Regions from separate parts of the Zea mays genome. Here all the other regions are linked to region 1. Evidence: chromatin contacts called from public Hi-C data. All regions are on one chromosome and are shown on one strand. Each heading gives the region's core, a stretch centred on a gene start, on an enhancer-like site or on the middle of the called end of the contact. The rest is flanking DNA. Distances are from core to core; before and after follow the strand shown.

Region 1 (3,269 bases), core at 67-2,566:
GCTGCTCATCATCCATCGATCGAGATCACAGGTCGGTCACACGCTTGCGTATCAATTTGGCGAATAATCGGGCCGTCATTTACGCCGCTCGATCGTCGGACAGATCCTTTCGCGATTTGTCAGCGCCTGTGAGCTCTGAACGTACCGAAACAACAACAATGGCAATGGCATGCATGGTCGAAGGAACTCAGCAGTTAGCAACGGCATGCATGGAGACATGGAGTTATGGGGCAGTAGCTGTAGCGCGCGGCGCGTACGTGTGCGACCTCCATGCATAACCTGGGATGCTGTGTATTCTTCCCGGCCGGCCGGTTCTGCCAGAAACGAATCAGAACTGGCCCTTGCCCTCGAAGCTCTGGCCGAAGGCCCAGCCGGGAGGGACGGCGCCATCGATTACGAGGGCGCGGCCGTCGCCGGCGACGACGCGGAACGACAGGCCCTGGCCGACGCTCCAGCTGCCGTCCCCGGTCGTCCACACCTGGCCCCAGCTGCGGGCCATGTCGGCCCAGTAGTACTGCCCCTGCCGCGCGCCGCCGCTGTCGTCGTCGTCCCGGCGGGCGGCGACGGCCCTGACTTCCCCGGCCCCCGCGACGTTGAACACCAGCACGGCCACCCACCACCGGTTGCCCCGCATCTCGAACCGCACGCCGCCGCGCCGGCCGCCGCACGCCACGCGGCGGTACCGCACGGGCACGATGCCCACGCGGAAGTCGGTGACCAGGCGCAGGAACATGGGCTTGGACAGGTCGAAGTGCCGCTGCGGCGGGTTGCACCAGTTCCCGCTCGGCTTGGAGTAGTTGGCGGGGCACAGGTTGGTCGCCGTCACCGTCACCGCCGATCCCGAAGCGCAGTACGCGCTGCCCTGGCAACGCACCTCGTAGCAGCCGCCGCAGGACCAGCCCTCGTTGAAGAGCGCCACGCTCAGCGCCGTCGTCTCCAGCCCGTACCCCTGCTGGAACAGGTCGCCGTAGCCGCACGCGCCCTCTGCATGCGTGCATGCATGCATGCAATATGCCAGCTGGACGTGATGAGATGAGGCGTGACCAGCAACAGAGATGGGAAGAGAGATTGCATATTTGTATAAATGCAGCAGATGGAGCCTTACGCATGGTCTCTGCTCCGGTTTCGTCGCCGTAGAACGTGGCGTGCGCGTCCTGCCACTGCTGCCAGTCGTCGCCGCCCGACGACAGCGCCGGAAGAAGCAGCAGCAGCAGCAGCGCCGCCACCGCCGCCGCAAAGCTAGACGGCGGCGGCGACGACGACGACGACGCACTAGTGTCCATGTGAGCCACTGACGTAACAAGCTAGTTTATTAGGTTCTGGACTGGTGGGTGTGTAGCGTGCAGCCGCGCGTGTGCTATATATGCATGGTTGGGATTGGGATTACCAGAGCGACGAGGCAGCAGCTATCTATGTATCTTTAGAGAGAGATAGAGAGAGAGGGAGAGAGCATGCGAGCTGCAGCCAATGGCGGTCGTCCTTTTACTAGGAAAAAAAATTGGACTCTGTGTTAACGACGAAATATACTGCAATTAATAAGTAGCAAGATTTTCGAATTCGCTAATTGCCAAACCGGCCGGGGGAAGATTTGGCATTAATGGCTGTCTATAATTAAATTTCAGTTTGGAAAGTATTTGTTGCTGGAGATTTCTATGGGCAACAGTATATTATTCTTCAATAATGGTGCCTATACGCATATGCAGGTCATAAAAAGTTTACGGATGTAAAAAGTTTCATAGTGTTATAGACGTTATGCTATTTCTTTGTTTATTTTATACAAACCAGGGATTGAAGGCTTTAAGAGACATACTTTAAAAGTTTACGGATCCGGATAACGCAACCCGACGAGTTTAATAATGTCCCGTATGTGCATGGTCAGATATATACAACACAGTTGTTATTCTATTTTGTAGTTGCAGATATTTGTAATTTTAGAAAAAAAATGTGTCTCATACTTTATGAGTATTGTTTTTTTGTAATAACATATATTATTCTGATGAGAACTAACGTGGTGCCTATGGTTAGCAGTGGTAAGATACATGGAAGTCAAGCACCAGACCAGACGTGTTCCGACGCCACTGTCTCATGCTAAAAAAAACAAAAGAAACCGAAACGATAAACAGAAGCAAGAGGCCCAGTACGATAAAGTATGGCCCTCGAAGCGAAGCCGAAGCCACTTTTACATCCACTGTCATAAGAATCGGATAGCCCAAGCACAAGAGAATAAAATGTTATGGGCCGAAGAGTAACAGCTAGATGGGCCAATTCATAAATGGAAGCCCAGTGAGGCAGATAAACCCTGGGAAGGCGGGAAACCCAACAAATCATCTGACGAACTAAAACCAGCGAAACAAACACGGACACGGTTGCTTCTGCAGCTGTGCAACTCATACGCATAGTAAAAACAATCCCCAATAAAAACACCATTTCAGTGAATCATGAAAATTGAATTTCTACATGTCACACCCGGGCTTTAACGAACAAAGCCGGGTGCATCTCATACATGCGTCAAGAAGACAAAACATATATAATAACAGAGTGTATAGAGATAAATGTCACAATAACATCAGCGTATTTATTACATAGCGGAAGTCTTATTACAAAATAAAAGATAAAATCTAAAACGAACTAAGGATCATCCTTCGCGCAAGTCAACTGGGAATCACCACCTAGATCAGATCAAACTCCTCGCTTTGTGGCTCCTCCTGAACCACCTGTTCTTCTCCTGTGGGGGTGTGAGACAGCAAGTGTGAGCTCACATATGATCATAGCTCAACAAGTTGTGGGGAACTAGTGGCATGAACTCACCTAAGGTGGGAGTTCGTGTGATGTGTAAGGCTAATCAATAACAGGGGTTAAAGCTGAACATTGCTTTTAAGTAGTTGGTCAAAATTTTATTAGCAGTTACTAAATGTAAGTAAATGCCAAACCTTAATAAAAGTAATAGAACAAAATTAATATATAATCTCATACAATGCAAACGATAAATTGAATTTAAGTTTCATAAATTAATTATGCGAAAGTCCACTGTCATAAGAATCGGATAGCCCAAGCACAAGAGAAAAGGCATTATGGGCCTAAGAGTAACAGATAGATGGGCCAAATCGTAAATGGAAGCCCAGTGAAGCGGATTTTAAACCCTGGGAGGCGGAAAAGCCCAACAAATCACCTGACGAACTAAACCAGCGAAACAAACACGGTTCTGCTTCTGCAGCTGTGCAACTCATACGCATAGTAAAAACAATCCCCAATAAAAACACTCTTTCAGT
Region 2 (3,136 bases), core at 310-2,809, 300 kb after region 1:
GGCATCAAAATCTACCAAAGCAGCGGCCAAAAAGGATGGCTCATACTCGGGGGGCGGCAACGCCCATGCCTCTAGTACTGCCTACTGCGTGCGTGGTGGCGTATGCCACACCCCAACCTGTGCTCCCCGAGCCATCACGCTCATGACAAAACATCATCCGCTCTCGTGATCTCATCCTGTTGCCCAGGAGCACGCACGGACAGAACCCGGAATTAATCGTCACGGCTAGTGCGACGAGAAAGAAAATAACAAATTGGCATCAGAGATCGGTCAATCGATCGGTATCGGTAGGTAGGCTGCTAGCGGGAGAGGGAAAATTCCCAACTGGCTCGACTAGACTAGACACGACACGACACGGGGGGGGAGGAGGAAATGGATCGGGGACCTGGTGATCGATGTCGGAGACGTAGACGGTGCGGCGGATGATCTCGTCGCGCTGCGCCATGCTGGTGCGGCTGTTGGTCCGCCTCCTGGCGGGGTGACCGTGGCCGCTGAACCCTCCTCCGGCTCCGCCCTTCTTCTGCAGCGGAGCGGATCATCAGCTGGGAGACATCGGAAACGGAACCGACGCGAGCAGGACCGCAGGGGGGAGGGGGGCAGGCCAAAATCTGAAGGAGCGTCCGTACCCTGCCTCGTGCGGCGTGGGCGTCCGCGACGGCCGGGAAGCCGACGACGCCGCCGTGGCCCGGCGAGGCGACCGCGAAGCCGGCGCCGGCCGGGTAGAAGCCGTAGGCGGCGGGGGAGAGCGGCGCGGGCGTGAGGGCGGCGGGGGAGGCGAGGGACGGCGGGACGAACTCCTCGGCCATGGGGTTGAGCTTGGAGAGCAGGTCCTCCAGATCCCGCATCTCGCGCTCCCCGGCGTCGGCGCCAGCGCCCGCGCCCGCGCCCGGTGCCTCCTCCTGGAGCGGCGGCGCGGCGTGGTCGGCGGCGGCGGCCTCGACGACGGCCATCGGAGTCGGCCGGCCCGGGAGGAGGAGGAGAGTGGAGCGGGGCGGAGGTGAGGGGTCGGAGGGTTCTGGAAGGCCTTCTGTGGCGGGGTCGGACGCGACGAGGCGGGCGAATATATTGAGGCAGGAAGCAGCGGAGGTGGATCGGCGCAGGGGTGGCCGCAGCAGACCAGCCGGGAGTGGGGAAGGGGATGCTGCAGACTGCAGGGGTGGGTGGTGGGTCGTCGCGGGGATGGATGATGATGGTACCTACGCCGCTACGCGCGCATCGGCGGGTTGGTGGCGCGCCTGCGACAGCAGCAGCGGCAGAGCAGTCAGCAGAGCGGGGGGGCAGAGCCGACCGGAGCAGAGCTGCAGCAGGGGCCAGCCGGCAAGGGGAGGGGGGAGATGCGCGCCTGCGCTGCGCTGCGCTGCGCCTCTCTCTCCTCTTCTTCGGTCTCTCTCCCAGACAGGAAGAGCAGGCTCGCCCACCCTCCCGTTTGCCTTTTTTGGGCGCTGCCCCCTCCGGTACGGTGGCGATGCACTGGTGCCTGCTGCTTTTTTTTTCTTTCTCTCTCTCTCTCTCTCTCTCTCTCCCAGTCCCGTGGTGCGCCTGTTCCCTTCTGCTGCTTCGCCGGCCGCCCCCGGCGCCCTGCTGGCTCTTTAGCCAAAAGCCCCTCTCCTCCATGTCGCACAACGCCTTCCGAAAAAAAAAAAAAGTGGTGCGGTGTGGTGTATCAGAAAACGCAGCGCAGCGGGGCGTCCGTTGCGAAAACGAGATACCACAAGGGTCTTTGCACGAAATAAAAAGACGACGAGGAAGGTTGTTGCGTTCTGCTTCGGCCAAGTCTAGTAGTCTGACGGGCTCCATTCCTTTCTATCCATCGGCACAGTTTGTTGGCTGGTTGGCCTGGCCTGGCCCGCACGCCTTCATCCCGGCGGCCCAAAAGCCAGATGACGCTCTCCCGCGTCGTGTTCCCCGGACCCAAAGGATCGCCGAGGCAGTGGCAGGTTTCTGCTTTCGGTTGCTGCGCTGAACCCTGCCTACGAATACAGAAGAGCAAGTAGTAGTGCTGAAATAGCAGAAAGAACGGCTTTATCTTCGTACATCTATATGCCTGGCAGCTAAATGTAAACGTAATGGCCTTCCTCTGAGGATCAATCATGGAATATATTGTCAATCCAACAAAGGTTATAGGCTTATAGCTTGGTAGGTCCCATCGGTGGTTCAAATCCAAGATCGCATACAGAAGTCACGAAGGAGGTGTTTGGTTCTCCTCGCTCAAGTTTAGCTTATGTCACATTCCATGTTTACTGTCATTCTGTGTATTGGAAGATGATGGTTGTCTCACATAGTCTCTGAAAGAGGTCAACCAAACTTTGGTATGAGCTCAGGACGGACACAAGCGATGGGTTATGGCCACACCTCAGCTTTATAACCTCTTATACCTAAATTAAAATAAACAGGAACTAAATCTAACGAAAAGCATGTTTTGATCTAACTTTTTCTCCACACTCCACTGCTCAGTTCACTCCCACTTGACTCGTTTGATTCCATCCACTAGCACTAGCTCACTCGCGGCTTACTCACTCCTTCAATCATCGAGTGGTCGTTTAGTGAGTGACCTAACCCGCCCACTGCAAGCACCACCTTGTCTCCTTGTCAACTCGTCGTCTTATCAGGGTCCCACACGTAGCACTACTACTTTGCTTCCTAGTATGTGCCTGCGGGCAGTTATGCTGTCGATGGAATCCTTCCTTAGCAATGTCAATGTGGCATTGAGAGCACCTAGAGGAGGGTGAATAGGTGATCCTGTAAAAATCAAAAACTAATAGCTACAAAACTTGATTATGAAAGTTAGAACGGTTAAGTAGCTTGAAGTTAGTTCTTGTGAACACAGATAATCAAATAGAAAGCACACAAGAGACACGTGATTTTTATCCCGTGGTTCGGCCAAGTAGTACTTGCCTACTTTCACGTTGTGGCGTTCCAATGGATGAGAGTTGCACTCAACCCCTTTCAAGTGATTCAATGATCAACTTGAATACCACCGCTTTTCTTTTTTATCTCTTTTTCCCGTTTGCGAGGAATCTCCACAAGTTGGAGTCTCTCGCCCTTACAACAAAGATCTCAATGAAAGCACAAGAGTAAGGTTGGGAGCAACACACATAAAGCCGCAGCACACACACGCACACAAGCTAAGACTTGA
Region 3 (3,032 bases), core at 475-2,974, 260 kb before region 1:
CACTCCACCGATGTGCAGTGTATAGCTTGAACTAGCTGGCTTCGATCGAATTATAAATGTTTGTTTCTTATTTTAACCCAAAAACCAATATTTAATAGACGATGAATGTTCAGAAGCTATATTCTACCAATGGCAGAGACGTTGAAACGTACGTACGTGTTCACTTGATTAATTAGTCATAGAAACGTACGTTGTCGTGTGGTCGTGTGTTCATTTGTCACGTACGCCTGGTCGATCTCTTGCCGTACGTACGCGTGTGACAAAAGTATCTAGTTTCATTTCTAAAAATTTAATTCGGCGTGCTTTTTCTAATTAGGCGTATACACGAATACATCTTGTATTATATCTCAAAGGTTAAAATACAAAAAAAATCCCTTTGGCTTCTAGCTACACCTAAACAATATAAACATTTTTATATCTGAAGTGAACATTCACGCATGCCATTCCAACTATCTCGAAGGCACTGCTCAAATTTATGGAAATGTCTCATATGCAACCCGGTGTAACCGTGACTAAGACACAACCATAGAGGTGAGAGGACCTTTTTAAAAATAATTTTTTTTCAAAAATAAATAAATTTCCCACCTCTCTGCATTTTTCTAAAAAAAAGACTTTTCGCCTTCATATCTATGTCTTAGTTGTACGGTTGCATCAACAACTCAACTCGGATTGTCCCTGTTACGTTGTCCAAATTTATAGGCCAGCGTTGAAGTTGTCTTAGCAGAATCGTAGAAGTTCCCTTCCCCTCTCATTTCCTATAGCCAGGTGCTTCCTACCTGTAGCAGGCAGTTCTCTCCTGCTTTTTGCCCGGACCAGTCAGCCACTATACTTACATGATGACACATACAAATACATACACATATCTACTATGTGGAGAAGTTACGTGAGAGAGTACTGATCTGATAGTCTTTTTCTCTTTGTGTATATATTTACATAACTACACAACCTGTGTGATGTGATCTCTTGCTAGCTAGCTTCTCTCTAGAGATGTACATAAAGCCCGCGGCCCCGTAGCCCTCTTTCTTTGTCCGATACTAGTCCGGCTCAACCTGGTTTCCTACGTGCTTGTGTCGGCCCGACACAAAGGGACAGGGCGGGCCCATGCATAGTAGTGAGCCTGTTGGGCCGACCCGGCACGACCCGCTTTTAATGGTCGACCCACTTCTCGTTCGTTATATATAAAATCCTAATTAACAACTAATTGCACAAAAGACTCATTTAAGTTGCCCGACCTATTTAGCGGCCTGACCTAGCGTCGTACCTGGCTAGCCATGTTTAGATGTGAGCCCGCGGGCCTTCAAGACCCGACCCGATTTTCTAACCGTGACTGGTGGACTATGTACGTACTTACTGGGTCAGGCTTCACCGGGACCGTGTCGAGCCGGGCCTGGAAGCCCGTTTGTACATCTCTACTTCTCTCTGCCTGTGTATATATACATGTAGAGGTTGCTTAGCTAAAAGTAACAGCCATTAATACCTGCACATATCAATAGGACGACGACACTGCCGATCCTCATCGTCAATTGGCGTGCTGTCTAATTTGAGTTTTAATTAGGCATATAGTCTTCTCCGTCTCTCTTTGCCCGGCCCTCCTTCACCACCACCAGTAGCAGCGCACCACCACTTGCAAGCAGCAGTCAATCTCATTCGCCCGTCCAAGAGCGAGCTAGAGAGGAGAATACCGCACCGCACAACCGTATAGGCCGGCCGGCCGTCCGGCCATCCGTCCACTTGTGTACATGTCTAGCTAGGTGGGTCTCCATCCATCGATCTGTGTCGTCTCTGTGTGTGGCGTGTGGGTGTAGTTAGGGCTGGTGGTCTTGTACTACCTAGTCGACCTCTTCTTCTTTCTCCCCTCCTCCTGACCTCCTCCTCCTCCTGCGTGCTATAAAGAAGCTAGGCTGCGTGGACGGGAGGGTAATGACACGAGCAGCAGCATCAGGCCGCCGTCGACCGAGCTCGAGCATGGGGGGAGCATCCGGAGGCGACCAGCAGCCGCAGCAGCACGGCGGCGCCGACGACGCAGACGATGGGCACCTGCAGCAAGCAAGCGGAGGCGACATGGTGATGCCCGGGTTCCGGTTCCACCCCACGGAGGAAGAGCTCATCGACTTCTACCTCCGCCGTAGGGTGGAGGGCAAGCGCTTCAACATCGAGCTCATCAACCTCGTCGACCTCTACCGTTACGACCCATGGGATCTCCCTGGTAATTAACCACACAAGCATAGCAAGCAAGCAAGCAGCATGTGAACGACTGCTACCAGTAGACCAGCACCAGCATCAGCTAGCTATAGCGAGCTCCTCTCTCCTTCTGCCAATAAAGGAGTAATAGTAGCCAAGGGGATCTGGCATATATGCATGATTTCATGCATGTGATCCGCCGACCGCCTTTATAATTTTCTGCTGCTCTTCTTTTCATCTCATGTGAGCCTTAGCTTTATATTTTATAGCCTGCCTGCTTTATTTTCCATGAACGCATGCGATGATGGGGTTTTTTTTTGGTTCGCTTTTTAGTTGTGTGCATGTGTCTGTCTACTAGCTACTCCATGGATATAGATGGACGCTCATCGTCATCTCATGCTCACCGCCGCACACGTACGTACTGCAGCTCTGGCCTCCATTGGGGACAAGGAGTGGTACTTCTACGTGCCGAGAGACCGCAAGTACCGCAACGGCGACCGCCCCAACCGGGTGACGCCGTCGGGCTACTGGAAGGCCACGGGGGCCGACCGGACGGTGTACGTCGAGGTCAAGCGGCCGATCGGGCTCAAGAAGACGCTGGTATTCTACGTGGGGAAGGCGCCCAAGGGACTTAGGAGCAGCTGGATCATGAACGAGTATCGCCTTCCTTCCGGCGAGGCTGACCGCTACCAAAAGGTAGGAATTAAAACCTGTCGTTTATTAGCTTAGCTTTTAATTTTCCGTGCATGCATCTGCTAACAAGCAGTATATATAAATAAAGATGATTTCTTTTTTGAGAAATTTTAACTCTATTTGTTTCCCTTAATTCTATCTTTCCTTTCGGCGATGGA
Region 4 (3,193 bases), core at 675-3,174, 270 kb after region 1:
GAAAAATATGGCAGCCGCATGCATGCAGTTTCTATTCTTATACAGATTCAAAAATTATGGCAAAATGCATGCATGAGTCAAACACGTTCCCTGGCATGCGCGTAAATTTAGAAAAGATATGTGTGGCGGTTTCTATTTTAAAGGCTTTATTTCCTCCATAAATTTAGGATCGTTGCAACAGACATGCAACTAAAACTCGTAATGACCATTTTATGATATATACTGATACTAAATATGCTACACTATGTAGATAATTATGCAATTCGGTATACTGCGTAAAAATCTGCTACCAGCTGCATGCACACGAATTTATGATGGAAAGAATATGCAATGAAAGGAAATGAATTGCATGCATAGAAACAAAAAATCGCATTTAATGTTTTATTTCGTTCATAAATATAGGATCCCTCCAACAGCCATGCAGCTAAACGCATTAGAACTAGTTTATGATGTATACTGAAACAAATTATACTACACGGTGTAGGTATTTATGCAATTCCTTACACTGCGTAAAAAATCTAGCATGTTGTTCACTGGTGGACGCATCTCCGGGTGGAGCGTAAAAACTTTAAGTTTTGAGCATAAAATCTCTCAATTATAAGCGTAAATACCGAGTCAATTAAAGGTTGATAGCTTTAGTAGGTTGTTATTACGATCCTATTTTTATGACAGATCCGAAAAAACATGGCAGCCGCATGCATGCGGTTTCTATTTTTATACAGATCAAAAAATTATGGCAAAATCGTGGGAGTTTCCATTGCATGCGCGCAAATTACGAACAACATAAATCAAGGAATTGTCTTTCCAATGTGCATGCAGTAAACTGATATACGAACTCTGTGTTCAAGCATAAAATCGTATAGTTTTTAGCGTAAATAATACATGTGGTAGGCATAAAACACAATAATCGAAAAGAAAACTGCGTCGGATCGGAGGATGTCACGCGCGATCATCGATGCGCGCATCTTGCGCCTTCCGTGACGTCGCTCGCTCGAACATCGCGCCTCATGCGTCGCCGTCGCTCGCACGTCAACGGGCGTCGCTTGCTCGCCGGCCTTGGAAGTGCCGCCTCCTCGGGGCTTCGTGGACGCCGCCGCTTGCCCGCACAAGGGACCCGCTGTCGCTCGCCCTCTAGATCGGGGAACCGCCGCCACTACTCTGGATCGAGGAACCTCCGCCACCGCGCGTCGAGGTAATGGAGTTGCGACCACCGGCCTGGGAACCGCCGCCACCGCACAAGGGCATTGCTGTCGCTCGCCCTCTGGATCGGGGGCCGCCGCCGCCGGCCTGGGAACCGCCGCCACCGCATGTCGAGGTCGGGGAGCCGCGGCCACCGACCGAGGGTCCACCGCCGCGCGCGCTATCGGGCAACCGCCGTCGCTAATGAATCGAGATGAGGCGTGAAAAACTGATCCCTAGCTTTTATAGACGTCTGGACCTGGTCCGGCTCGACCGGATTGCACTGTCTAGCATGGGCTTCCTTTAGTTATTGGAAGCCAGGGCTCCTAATATACAATCTATATATATACACACACGCTCTAACCTCTTAGTTATTGGAAGCCAGGGCTCCTAATATATAATCTATATATACACACACGCTCTAACCTCTCTGTGGCAATTAAGCCCAGCAAATCCATATATACGTTCATCAGACCCCTGTTTTTTTTCAGAACACTTGGAAGCAGTAGCAAAATTTGAGTGCAAACAAGTTGAGGGGTTTCAGAATATTTGAGTACATATATAACCAACCTGTTGCTATCATTTCTGCATCGATGGATCCACGGGTAGGGACGGGAGATTTGATCAGCCATCGATCGGTGAAAGCTCAAAAGGGTGGAAAAGTGCGCGCACACACATATATTATGCAATTCCTTTCTGGTCCGCAGGAATGGCGTTCGTTGAGGTGCTTAATCAATGTCTCCCCAACTAACCGGGTCGCGTTATGTGATAATTGATTCCTTTGTGGCCATCACTGTCGCCATTAGTGCCTGTGTCTTCCAGAGAAGAAGAAGAAAAAAAAAGAACAGTTTAGTTAGCTCCAGCGCTTTCTCTCTCTCCGTGGGAATGGATATGACGTGCTCACATATGCAATCATTCATTTGTCTTTGATTTTTTTATTATTTATGTATTTGTTTGCTTATATATAGATGCATGGGCTCTTTCTAGAGGTTACCTATCCACGAGATGTCCTAGAAAAAAGTATAAACCTTATAAATTTTCACAATCATGAAGCATTTAGTTTGTTAGATTCTAATCATCCTCGCCAATAATAACTATTAGATCTATTATGTTTTATTAAAAAACTAACATGGGTATTTATGGAAAAACATAAAATAGCTCAAGAATTTTGCCTCTAAGTTAAATAATTTTAAAATAAGCCCTATGTTGGCATATAAAATAACATGGATTTGAAAGATATTTAGTTTGAAAAGGATAGATTTATGTAGTTCTTGTCAAGATAGAAAACAGGTTGGAAATACTCATCTCAATAAGAACATGATGAGCACTGGTAGGCCACTGAAATTGTTGCATATGGACTTATTTGGACCAACCACACACAAAAACATTGGTGGCAGCAAATATGGTTTTATTATAGTAGATGACTTCTCAAGATACACATTAGTTTTCTATCCCAGTAACATGAGTGAGGTCTTCAACATTTTTAAATCATTTATCAAGAGAAGTGAAAATTTGTTTGAGTTGAAAATCCAGAAAGTAAGGAGTGATAATGGAAGTCAGATTACAAACAAAAGAGTGGATGGGCTATGTGATACATGGGAATAAACATGAGTTTTTGGCTAAATACACTCCATAATCAAATGAACTTATCGAAAGGTATAATAGAAAAGTCATTGATATGGCAAGGTCACACTTAGTGAATACAATGTGATTGATGTTTTGGGCCCAAACTAATCAATAAGGCACGTCATGCTACCAATAGACTCTATTATCACCAGTTATTGATGAAGATACCAAATGAACTATTGATCAAAAGGAAGTCAAATATTGCTTATTGTAGAGTCTTTTATTGCAAATTCTACATTCTCAAGAAAGGCACAAGATTGAATAGAGATGACAATGGGTACCGGGACCTGACCTGATACCTAATGGGTATTTACTCAATTAGAGAATGTATATAGATTAAATGTTCTACCCATGGGTTTTTATTGGGCAAAAATCTTCACCCAATGGG

Evidence for each region. Hi-C and Micro-C count contacts between places; a contact is called where the count stands out from the background.
Region 2: a Hi-C map of leaf shows a contact between it and region 1, with 8 times the contacts expected there. The contact joins the promoter of LOC100283708 here to the promoter of LOC103630843 in region 1. A contact is called at or near these places in 6 of 25 Hi-C or Micro-C datasets (bundle sheath, ear, endosperm and 2 more).
Region 3: a Hi-C map of bundle sheath shows a contact between it and region 1, with 2.2 times the contacts expected there. The contact joins the promoter of LOC103628970 here to the promoter of LOC103630843 in region 1. A contact is called at or near these places in 2 of 25 Hi-C or Micro-C datasets (bundle sheath and ear).
Region 4: a Hi-C map of leaf shows a contact between it and region 1, with 4 times the contacts expected there. The contact joins the enhancer-like site here to the promoter of LOC103630843 in region 1. A contact is called at or near these places in 2 of 25 Hi-C or Micro-C datasets (ear and leaf).

The regions. Positions count from the first base shown.
Region 1 is chr6:9,430,421-9,433,689 of Zm-B73-REFERENCE-NAM-5.0, forward strand. LOC103630843 (expansin-A6) reads right to left here and starts at 1,317. Exons shown (of 2, transcript XM_008651895.3): 1 at 1,106-1,317; 2 at 1-984. The coding sequence starts at 1,283. The coding sequence ends at 329.
Region 2 is chr6:9,730,221-9,733,356 of Zm-B73-REFERENCE-NAM-5.0, forward strand. It overlaps LOC100283708 (CID11), which reads right to left and starts at 1,560. Exons shown (of 10, transcript NM_001156607.2): 1 at 627-1,560; 2 at 386-520. The coding sequence starts at 950.
Region 3 is chr6:9,167,854-9,170,885 of Zm-B73-REFERENCE-NAM-5.0, forward strand. It overlaps LOC103628970 (NAC domain-containing protein 35), which reads left to right and starts at 1,725. Exons shown (of 3, transcript XM_008650167.3): 1 at 1,725-2,206; 2 at 2,609-2,877. The coding sequence starts at 1,921.
Region 4 is chr6:9,699,892-9,703,084 of Zm-B73-REFERENCE-NAM-5.0, forward strand. No RefSeq gene overlaps it. Among protein-coding and RNA genes, the nearest start is that of LOC100283708, 30 kb to the right of the region's middle. Within about 2 kb of position 1,925, at least 2 of the 20 cell types and tissues checked have an H3K27ac peak or open chromatin away from gene starts, as enhancers often do. A contact at or near this core is called in leaf, where this site is marked.